2 separate regions of the Gossypium hirsutum genome follow, and region 1 is linked to region 2. The links are chromatin contacts, called in public Hi-C maps. All regions are on one chromosome and are shown on one strand. Each heading gives the region's core, a stretch centred on a gene start, on an enhancer-like site or on the middle of the called end of the contact. The rest is flanking DNA. Distances are from core to core; before and after follow the strand shown. Region 1 holds the start of LOC107957022 (plant UBX domain-containing protein 1). Region 2 holds the start of LOC107957015 (serine/threonine-protein phosphatase 6 regulatory ankyrin repeat subunit B).

What was found. Hi-C and Micro-C count contacts between places; a contact is called where the count stands out from the background.
Region 1: a Hi-C map of leaf shows a contact between it and region 2, with 2.2 times the contacts expected there. The contact joins the promoter of LOC107957022 here to the promoter of LOC107957015 in region 2. A contact is called at or near these places in 2 of 34 Hi-C or Micro-C datasets (both in leaf).

The regions. Positions count from the first base shown.
Region 1 is chrA05:85,217,939-85,223,260 of Gossypium_hirsutum_v2.1, forward strand. It overlaps LOC107957022 (plant UBX domain-containing protein 1), which reads right to left and starts at 3,217. Exons shown (of 7, transcript XM_016892448.2): 1 at 2,969-3,217; 2 at 2,152-2,248; 3 at 1,974-2,042; 4 at 1,730-1,797; 5 at 1,517-1,646; 6 at 1,325-1,429; 7 at 775-1,213. The coding sequence starts at 3,052. The coding sequence ends at 969. It overlaps LOC107957023 (a long non-coding RNA gene), which reads left to right and starts at 4,613. Exons shown (of 5, transcript XR_005926412.1): 1 at 4,613-5,277.
Region 2 is chrA05:85,080,128-85,085,649 of Gossypium_hirsutum_v2.1, forward strand. It overlaps LOC107957015 (serine/threonine-protein phosphatase 6 regulatory ankyrin repeat subunit B), which reads right to left and starts at 3,161. Exons shown (of 3, transcript XM_016892441.2): 1 at 2,736-3,161; 2 at 1,869-2,603; 3 at 236-1,773. The coding sequence starts at 2,576. The coding sequence ends at 481. It also overlaps the pseudogene LOC107957017.

The sequences.
Region 1 (5,322 bases), core at 1,967-4,466, 140 kb after region 2:
AATAATGAAAGTCACTAAAATCTAATGGTGTTCATAAATCGGGCCGAGACGGATTTAAGTACAATATTAATATATTTTATAATTTTCTAAGCCTGACCCAACCAAAAATCTAAACTTAGAGATTTGTCTAAACCCGTCTATATTTGTAAAAAACAAACTCAAACTCATTTTAAGTCGTCCATATTATTTTTTAATTATTTTTTAAAAATTTATATTATATTATTTTAATATTTAATAATTTAATAGATTTTTTATATAATCATCTTTAACATTATTTTAATATTTACATTAAAGGAATATTATATATATATAGTATAAGCTTGTTTTTTTAATGTGTTCTAAATTACATAATATATAAAAATAACATAAAACTGGTCAGGGAGTCGAGCTTGAGCCTTGAATGTTCAAGCCCAAGTCCAACCCATATTTTAAATGAGTCTAAGTTCTTTTTCAAACCTATTTTTCTGACCTAATATTTTTACCCAAACCCTTTTAAATTTTGAGTAGTCCTTTTAGCCTGAAAAAATAACCCAGCCCATGAATAGATCTACTAAAATCATTAAATATGAATAAAAATATTTTATTGTTGGTTTATGAGCATAAAAAAGAAGGGGATAATGCATGCGTTTTGAGAAAATAATTGCTATCAAACAAAACAAACTCTTGAACATTCAAAATTTCACTCTAAGGCCAACTGAGACTCCAAAAGCAAAATGATGAAGCAGCATCCTGTGGTTCAAGAAACTTACCAACACTTGGAAGTTGGAAGGAATAAAAATGAAACAGAGGGAAGGGATCAGATTATGAATGAAGTTGTAACAAGTATTCACATTTGATGTTCTTTTGCAAATTTTAACACCCTTGACTTGAAAAGAATCACCTGCTCAACACCATTTAACAACTTTCTCCTTTTCTTATATAGTCATCTGGCATTTTGATCGACTCAGTGTGGCCAAGAATCAGTATCACTATGGAGATATATGAAATTGTAATAATAAGCTTGATTCACATTTTAAACCATTTTGGCCTCCCAGGTTTTTTCTCTTGCTGGTTTGGGCAATAGGGAAGGGTACTGTACTGGCACCAACACCAGGTTCTGGGGCAGATTGAACTGCCTCTGCCTGCTCAGCACCAGCTATGACCTCCAAACCTTTCAAAGACATGACTTCGTCTAGAAGGAAGGCTGCTGAATTGGCAGCTGTGGCATCGGCACCTAAACATTTCAAAGTGTCATTAACCGGAGTGAATCATATTTTGAGGAATCAGATAACTTCCAACCTAAGGAACTAAGAGGGGGATCATACGAAAAAGTCAGATAACTAACCTTTTGGGAGATCATATGAAAAATACACAATTGCACCCGGAATGAAACCAGTAGAGAAAATATCTTGTGTCATGTCCTTTATTTGCTTCTTGGGAGGAGTAGTATCTGAAACATGATTGGACGATAGGCATTTAATGCATTGGCTTCACAACCAACACCACAGTTAGTATTTTACAACTTAAATAAGCTTACATAAATAGAACGGTAGATCCGGTCGAGAAATCACTCTCATGATAAGGTCATACAAGCACTGAATTGTTTCTGATGGATGAAATGTGACCTCTAATGTGTGGTTATCAGGAAAGCGGACCCTTATCACAGCCTGCACATGAACATTGAAACTTATCAAAGGCAAGACAACTAAAAGACCCACAAAAAGTGTGGCAAGTAGCAATTAGCAAGGACCTTTGTTACTCTTGATCTGCGGGCTGCCTCCTCTGCTTCTCGAATTTTTCGTGTCTTTAAGTAGTTATCTGTTTCAAAATTTTATCCACTTAAAATGGTGTAAATATATCTCTAACAAAAAAGTGTGCCATAGCATGCCAGAGTCATTTTAACGTAAATGAATCCCAAAATCAGCTGGTAAAAATATCTAAATGAAGCTAGAGGATAAAATTGATAAATGAGTTGTGTTCATTGCCAAAAGTACCTTCCTTTTTAGTTGCCATTACTCGATGATAATCTTCTGCTGTGAACTCATAGACGTCATCCGACTCCTCTGCCCAAAAATAAATAAGTGCATTTTATCAGTTTACGAAATGAACTGTCACTTCTAGTCAATAGGCAAGTTAAAAGTCTGAAAATATGTTTTGCAGGGTCGCTCGCACCAGTGCTGGGCACTTCATTTTGTATTGGCGATGGTCCTTCAGTTTCGAAGACATGAATTTCTCGTCCAAATTTCTCTTTTGCAGCAGCAAGTTTAGCCTATAATCATAGAAATGAAATAATTAAAAAAAAGCATAAATAAATTGCGTAACAGCAACCTGCATACAACATATCATGCGAGTTACGGAGTCGTGAATTAGAGGTCCTAATGTATAGTTCCATCAAATATAATTACATAAAGGAAAGCAAAATCTGTCTTGACACTTATGACAACCATATGAATAATGTAAAAAGCTGTCGGTGTTCCTTCGAGACGGTTATGTCCAAATCCAACCGGGTTTCAACAACTTCATATGCATGACATTCCTTATAGACGATTACTACAAAAAAGCTACTCAAAGAAGTAAACAAAGAGGGGAAAGAATTACCCCCGGAATTTACCTTCGTATAAACTTTTTAACAGCAATTTCACCTAAAAACCAAAAGAGAAGCTACTGACCAACTTTCATGAATGAACCACTATTCTTGATAAAGATAGCAAAAGGAAACCAAGATGAAGTTTAATTCCATCAAAGTTAAGCTAATTTCAGTTATCATCCATGTTAAAAGATTTGAGCTCAACTAGATATATAATGATTCACCGACTTAAATCTTTCTTTCACTATCTAAAAATAAAGAAACAGAAACAAACTCAGTTGCATAAACAAGAGGATGCAGACCCATCATAGGAATCGATAATCAAAGTAAAAACCCGGATCAACCCAATACTTAAAAACAACATATAGAACAGCAAGAACAAAAATTAAATCAAGGACCGACTTTAGCTGATGCAGCCTCCATGGAATCAATATTAGTTAATCTCCTCCTATTTAAAGGTAGTGGTGAAGAACCATCTCCAATCATCAGCTGCAGATGAAATTTCCACCTTTTTTTCTGGGAAGGGTACGGGGTTGCCTTGCTTCTGTAAAAGCTCCTGCTTGCTTGATTTGCCTCTTTGGAATTTCTTGCTAGTATATTCCTTATTAGTTTATTCCTTTCTTCTTTTAGAAAACAAAGATAGTTTGGGCTCGACCAATTCAACTTTTGGGCTAACAATGTTCTAATTTAATCCACCTACTTACAAATAAAAACTTCATTTTATCATATATCTAACTTCAAATGGAAATTTTTTAATTAATTTTATTATATTTTTTTTTGATTATATCTTTTGCTTTTAGAATAATGCTTAGAACTATTCATATGACCTTCAACACACTTAAACTCACATCTTCTTACATTAAAAATAATATATTATTCTATACTAATTAAATTAAAACTTAATCGATAATTTTTTTTTTTTTACATTTAGAAAACCAAAAAAATAATGTTGGAGGATGTTCATCAATTTGACTTAAGGCTTGTGGAATAAACAAATTGAATTCAATTCCTGATGATTATGACATTTACAACAAATTTTTTTTCATTTACTTATTAAACACATTCAACACATTCAATTTTGGAAAGTTGAATTTGATTATCAATCTTTTAAAAAAATCGAATTTGATTATTAATCTTTTAAAAAGAGTAGAATTATTTTTTTAACGAAAATACTAACTAAAACATTATAATTTTAATTATGGTAGCCTGCTTAACAATTCACATGTACTCAATTTATTATTATTATTTTTGTAAAATTTAAATTATTTGTTGACGTAGCGTATAAGACAAATAGGGTCTTGTCAGCATGAAGTTTATGTGAATTGTCATGCTAATACTGTTAAAAAAATAATGCTATAGTTAGTATTTTCGTTAAAAAAACAATGTCTCTTTTTTGAAAGGCTGAGGGTCAAATTTAATGAAAAAAAGAATAATGATAAAATTGATAAAAGATGTAAACATTGAAAATTAAATTTAATATTAATCCTTTAATTTATAATAAATGTTGATTAATTTTAAAAAATAATTAAAAAATAAAATAAAATATTTAAAAAATGAAAAAAAAGCAACCAATAGTAAAATATTAAATACTAAATATTTTTTAAAAAAAATTATATTTGACATTAATAATCAAACCAGTAACATCTTACAAAAGAAAAAAAATACTTCAAAATTTTGAGATACTTCAACTTATTAGACATAATATTTTGAAACACCGTGATAAAGAAAATCACAATGGTGCAAGTGAGCATATTAAAATAGAATAATAATAAAAGTATCAAATATCAAATAATAAAAACAAAACAAAATAAATCTAATATTAAATAAAAAATCATATATATATTTGAATAAAAGATCTGACTGGATTTATTAATAAAAAGAAATAATACATAGAACAGAACTGGACTGAAGTCCATTAACAAGATACTAATCAAAAGAATAACTAAAAAAAAAACAAAAGCCTACTAAATAAAATTGGGCCTAAAACTTACGGAACTAGCCCAACTCGTCCAATTTCAACTAAATCAAATCAGAAAATCAAATCTTATCCTATACCAGTCAAATCGACAGCTGGATACTAATAGACCCTGTCTTTTCACATCACCGACCTAACCATTAATGATAGCAGGTTTTCAATAATGACTTTTAATTTTTTCTACTACCTCTTCTCAAAAGCTTTCATTTTCCCTTTCATTCAATCCGGATACCTTGGCCGAAAATTCTCCAGTGCTTGACGAACACATTCTGGAATTCCTCCCACCAAGTAATAACTTTCTCTCTTCTTTAGGGCCTCATTTGCAATAACATGGGCGTATATATTCCCTGTTTTAGAGACAAAATGAAACTCAATCTCCTGAAATTTGTCTTTTTTGCTTTGTATATCTTTGGTAATTGCTCCAATGGCCGATTTACCTATATCAGTACTTTGGCATTTCTTTATAACAGTTTTTGAATCTCCCACTACTTCCATTTTGTTAAAGCCCATAAAAATTCCTAATTTCATTGCCTGTAACCCTACATGTGCCTCTGCCGTGAACGGAGTTGCTATCTCGGAGTGAAAAACCGTCTTTGATGCAAGGATCTCCCCCACTTCATTTCGTACAAGCAGGCCTGTAGTTGATCTGGAAGATTGATGGTCAAAGGCTGCGTCAAAAAGAACTGTGACCCTTGTTCTTTGATAATCCTGTTGAATATTTCCATTAGACTGAAGGGTGAGTTTTTTTTCTCTTTTGTTGCATCCAACTCTATGATATAAC
Region 2 (5,522 bases), core at 1,911-4,410:
AATGATGACAATTTTAAACCCTTGTTTGCTAAGATTATATGCTTACACCTGCAATTTAAGATTGTTTTTCTTTGTCTACAAGTTCAGAGTCCATCGTAGCGATAGATACTGCATCCAATTTGTGAGCTTATTATCTGCTTTAATCCCAACGTTTTTTCAGTTTCAAAGTATGAATTCAAGTATCTACATATGCATACAACAAACAGATTCTGAGCATGATATTGGGCATTGTACATACACAAAGAAGCAAATTGCTTATTAGAACATTAAATTAGTTTTTGGGCTACTTCACTTCCCTTACACTGAGACATGAAAAGTATGTTTCAGAATTCAAGCATACATTTTTGTGTTTTAATCTAACAAGTACAGAACCTAGGCAGCAGGTTACACATCCTGCTAAATCTTTCATCTTTGTCAGTAAGTTGCCTTTTACATAGATTCAGGTGGTTGGTCATCACAACATTTCAGGACCCAAACCAATCAAGCCATTGAGACCATGGCAGGATTGGCAGCACTTGTCTGGCTTTGCCTTTGCCTGCTCACTGGGTTTTTAACAGCCAGCCCTGAACCTCCAAAGCAGAAATACTGACTCCTTAATCCCTTTTTCATGGGCCTTTGCTTCATTGTATCTGGTTTTTCATCATCAAGGCTTGGATTGGAACAAGATGGTCCAGTTATATCACCTTCAATGAATATCCCTTTTTGTTTATCCATTGAGCTCGGAGAAGATACAGATGACTTGGAGAACGAACTCGAACGAGACCTTCGAGGAATGGTTATCTGTGGCATGGCTTGCATAACGCCATGGATTATCCCTGAAGCAAGTTTCTTCTTTGCAATTGGACTGGATTGACCACTCCTCACTGAAAGTGTTCTCTTGTTGTTTGGGAGTGACGAAGGCTTTGAAAACCTCTGCCTGAGAGGGATTGGAGTTTCTTCTGAGTAACTTTCATTCATTCTTTTCGGCTTTTGATCCTTCATTCGAGGCCAATGGAGAACACTTTTCAATCTCTGTGCTGCATTGTTCATAGAAGAACCTGCAGGCTTTTTATCTAATGATGACTTCCTATTTTCATCAGCTGAATCGAAATCAGTTGACGATGAACGACTCTTTCCTCCACTGCCGAGATCGCTAGCATCCGATGTCGTCTCAACGCCGGTGTACAAGAATATTTGGGTGTCGGATATCCTGAAAGAAGTTCCAGGGCTGCTCCCGTGGCCTTGCATCTTTATGTGTGAAGCTATTGCTCTTCTTGCAGTGTAATCCTGACAACCAAACATCCCACCTGCTGAAATCAAGTGTCGAATAAGTATATCCGATGAAGCTGAATGCGGCCTTTGTTTCAGAAGATCGAGTGGAGTCATTCCATCCGCATCACGAATGTTCACATTGATTGATTTTGCAGACATCAGGAGTTCAACTAGATCAGTATGAACATTCCCAATGATGGCCATGTGGAGAGCAGTCCTCCCATCATTGTTTTTAGCATTAACAATGTCTTCCATGCTGAAATTTTTTGCATGTACCAGTCGTTTCATAAGATTAACTTGTCGGTCCACTCTTCGAAAAGCCGGTGTTTGGAAACCAGACACCGCCAAATGCAAAAACGTTTCCCCAGCCTTGTTTGTTACAGAGATCAATGAAGGGGATGCAAGAATCAAAGCCTCAACAACAGCTGATTGACCCCTGTAAGCAGCAATATGCAGAGCTGTGTTGCCTTGTTCATCTATGGAGTCCGTGATATCAAAAGATGCAACCAGATATTTGACAACCTATAGAAATGAAACAATGTTTTCATTAGTAAGGTAAACAAATTAGTAAGGTAAAAACTTAAGATTAACATATGGTAGAATAGTTTGAGCCTAACCTCAACTTGGCCTTTGCCAGCAGCAGCATGCAATATAGTTGAGCCACGCTTATCTCTATAACCCAAAATATCAGTGCAATCACTAAGAAGATCCTTCAAAACCTTCAAATTTCCTCCTCTAGCAGCAGCATGAGCAGCTCTGTTTGTAATTTCCCATTTATAAACAGAAGGAATTTCCCCAATGTGCTCCTCAAATCCGTCCCTTTTGGCTGCCAAAAACCTTGGTGAGACTGCAAAATCATATATAAGCCTGAAAACCTCAGAATTTTTACCCCTTGCAGCTGCATAAAGTACATCAGTAACACCATACTCCCCTTCTCCAAAAACCAGTAGTGGGTTTCTTTGAAGCAGTTGTTGAACAAAACCCAAGTCTCCTGCTGAGGCAGCCGTGTATATAAGCCATCCACCATAGCCAGCTCTGATAAGGGAATTCTTTGATTTCTTTGATTCACATTCAAGAAAAAGTTTCCTAGCAACTTGGGAACGACATTTAGCAACGTCATCAAATTGTTCCTCATCATCCCATACCGTTTCAAGGCGGCGGATCCTCCTCAAAGAGGTCAGCTTGATGAGGTGATTGCCATCTATCCTAAGAAGCTCTCGGACCAAATCATAGTGGCCATTAGCTGCCGCCCAATCTATGGGAGATGCATACCACCATTGATCCCCAGTGCTTTCCCAACGAAGAGGCAAATATGTAGGAGGCATTTTGAAGAGAGAGTAATGAAGTTTTACCTACAAAGATGAACAAATTCTATAGGTAAGCACAGACAAGAGGAAGGCCCTACTGAATTCAAAAAAAGAAAGGCTCAACTAATAACAACTATGAAAGTAAAGCTTAAATAAAGAGAATCATTAAAAGCCTACCTAGAAAGGCACACAGAGAAGGGTTTAAGACTTTATTAATTGAAGCAGTTGAACTACCTGCATCAAAAACTAAAAGCACAAAAAGAAAACCAGAAGAACAACCAACCCTGAAGAGAGAATGAAGAACATCAAAACATGTGAAGGAAATAAATAATTTTCTTCCAAGTTCTTTGATAGCCAAAGAGGTGAGATTTAATGATATAAGAAGGGGAAATTAGTAATCATAACTCTCACAAAAGTTGAAGACAGGAAAGAAGGCATGCACTTGAAGAAAAAGGGTTTGTTTGGAATAAAATAGTTAAAAGGCCAGAATCAAAACTGTTCCAAGAAAATAACAGTACATGGAAAAAAAAGAGCATATTGGTTTTCCACAGATTCTTGGGTTATTCAAAGTGGAGACCAAATATACTAGTAAAAAATTAAAATAAAATAATATTAGAATTAGGTAAGATTCCTTTTTAACTGTGGTGTTAATGATGATCAAACCATGTGAGGTTTTACTGCCTTTTTTTGCATGAAAAGTGGTGATTTTACTTTTTACTGTGGATACAGACAGATGTTTGAGTTAATTGTGGAACAAGTTAATTATGCTTTATGAAGTGTTATGTTATTTTCAACTGTTTAATGGTCCCTTTAGTTATTGATTAATTGGTCCTTTGATAGTTAATTTAGTTAATCAAAACCAAAAATTGTTAATTCTAGTTAAGTTTAAATAACTTGGGGAACTTAATTCTAAATTTCTAGATTAGGAAGAGTGGAAGGCTTCAACAATCTCACCTTTCTGACCCTAAAATCTTTTTATTTGGTAAAAGTCCACCGGCAATTGTTGTCGTCGGTCCACCGGCCTTGGTGTTAAATATAGGCATGTCAAAGTCTTTTAAAGTGTGCCACCGGCCTTCTCAATCCTATAACAAGGATCGAGCTACAAAAACTTGGATAACACTTGGTTCACAGCTCCATCTCCCATTTCATTGTTATTTATTTGATAGGTTACTCAAATTCAGATATGATTATTGAAGATCGACACTTATCGAATATGGATTTTTTTTCATATATTGAGAGAAGGTTATAATTAAAAGAAAAACTTTGACCACTTGCCTACTCAAAAACATCATGGAACATGATGGAAGATCAAACTCATGATTGTAGCTTGAAACTGAGCTGTTTATATTGTTCATTGCTTCTTATGCTCATGTCATACATGGCATGTGCTAGGTTTCAGGAGCATGTAGAGAAGAAAAGTCCAGAAGTACACTTTATTTAGTTTGGACTTATTTTACGTGTAAATATCATATACGGGTATATGCTCAAGATAAGTATATTTTAATTACACGTCTAAAAATGCAGTGGGCACGAGTTTTTGTTTTTAAAAAATGAAGAATTGAAGCATGATAGCTAGGTATAGAGTACGATTGCAAGGAGAAGAATGAAGATATGGTGAGCTGTGGTATCAAGAATGTTTGGTGAGTGATAACCTCCGAAATCCAACTACACACTAACTTAGATCGCACAGCTCTAAAAGCAAGAGAAGAGCATGTGAGAAGCAGCTTTAACTTTTATATGACTACTACTAGCACAATTGAAAAAGGCTGAAAATAAAAGGTGGGTTTGATGCTTTATCAACAATAATGCATGTCATGTCCAATTCCAGTACCCTTGTTTCCCACCTTTTTATCTTTCTTAAGTTGTGTTCTTATAGGTCTCTTTCGCACCTTTAATGGGAGTTATGAAGCTCATCTTCACATTATCAGAATAGTGAAAACCAACCACTTCCTCTCCAGTCTCCATCTTTTATATGTAGGTACATACATATATATATATATATATCGGTAATCTAAAGGGTGCCTACACAAGATTCACCAAGATACTTGGACCAACCTGCTCGGTAAAACACCTCGATTTTGTTGAATTGATAGAGCAGTAACTCATTGATGGATAAAAAGAGGGTAAAAAAAGGGTGGGTTGAAGAACCTAGGGTAGACACAAAATGGAAACAAGAAAAAATGCAGCTATCAACAATGACTTAACCAAGTTATCTGCCTACAATCATTTTACAGTTCATGGAGAGGAGAAAAAGGTACTGTGATTCATTAGAGCAATATTGCACCAAAGGGGAACCAATGGTCTATTCAAGGGAACAGATGGACCACCAAAGTCCTTGACATATGGGAAGAAAAAGGGAAAAAAGCATATACCTATCACAGTGAATCTCCTAAAGAAGGATAGACTCTGAACCCCCGCACCACTTCTTTTTTTTTTCTAAGTTGGGGAAGTGGGGCAACAAGAGGTGGCTTCCACTTAATAACTTACGATGGCAATGTCTATGACTTGGGGGTCCAATCTAATGATGCAATGAACATTTCTATTGCATTTGGAAATGGTAAATTATTTATGCTAAACATAAATCTTAAAGGTTTTAAGGGGAAAAGAGAACACTAAAAGGGAAAGCCAAACAAAGTTGCAAAGCTTTATTTGGAGATAAATAAATCCTCAAAATCCTCCGAGCTTCTTTACTTCATTCCGGTTGCATCATTACCCAATGTAAATCAATCAACAAAGGGAATCCCAGAAGAACAGATGAATCATTCTTGCCAAAGAACTAATGCTAAATAGAAAGTATTTCTATACTACTATCAGTTTTTGGCCTTGACAGAATTGTTTTCTTTTATCCGGGCTCGGTTGTCCAACTTGACAAAGCGTTTAAGATCTTCGTATGGGAGTGTTTCAATGTCTTTCCTCCTTAGCTCACTCAATGCTGGACGTTTATCCAGCAGACGCCACAGCAAA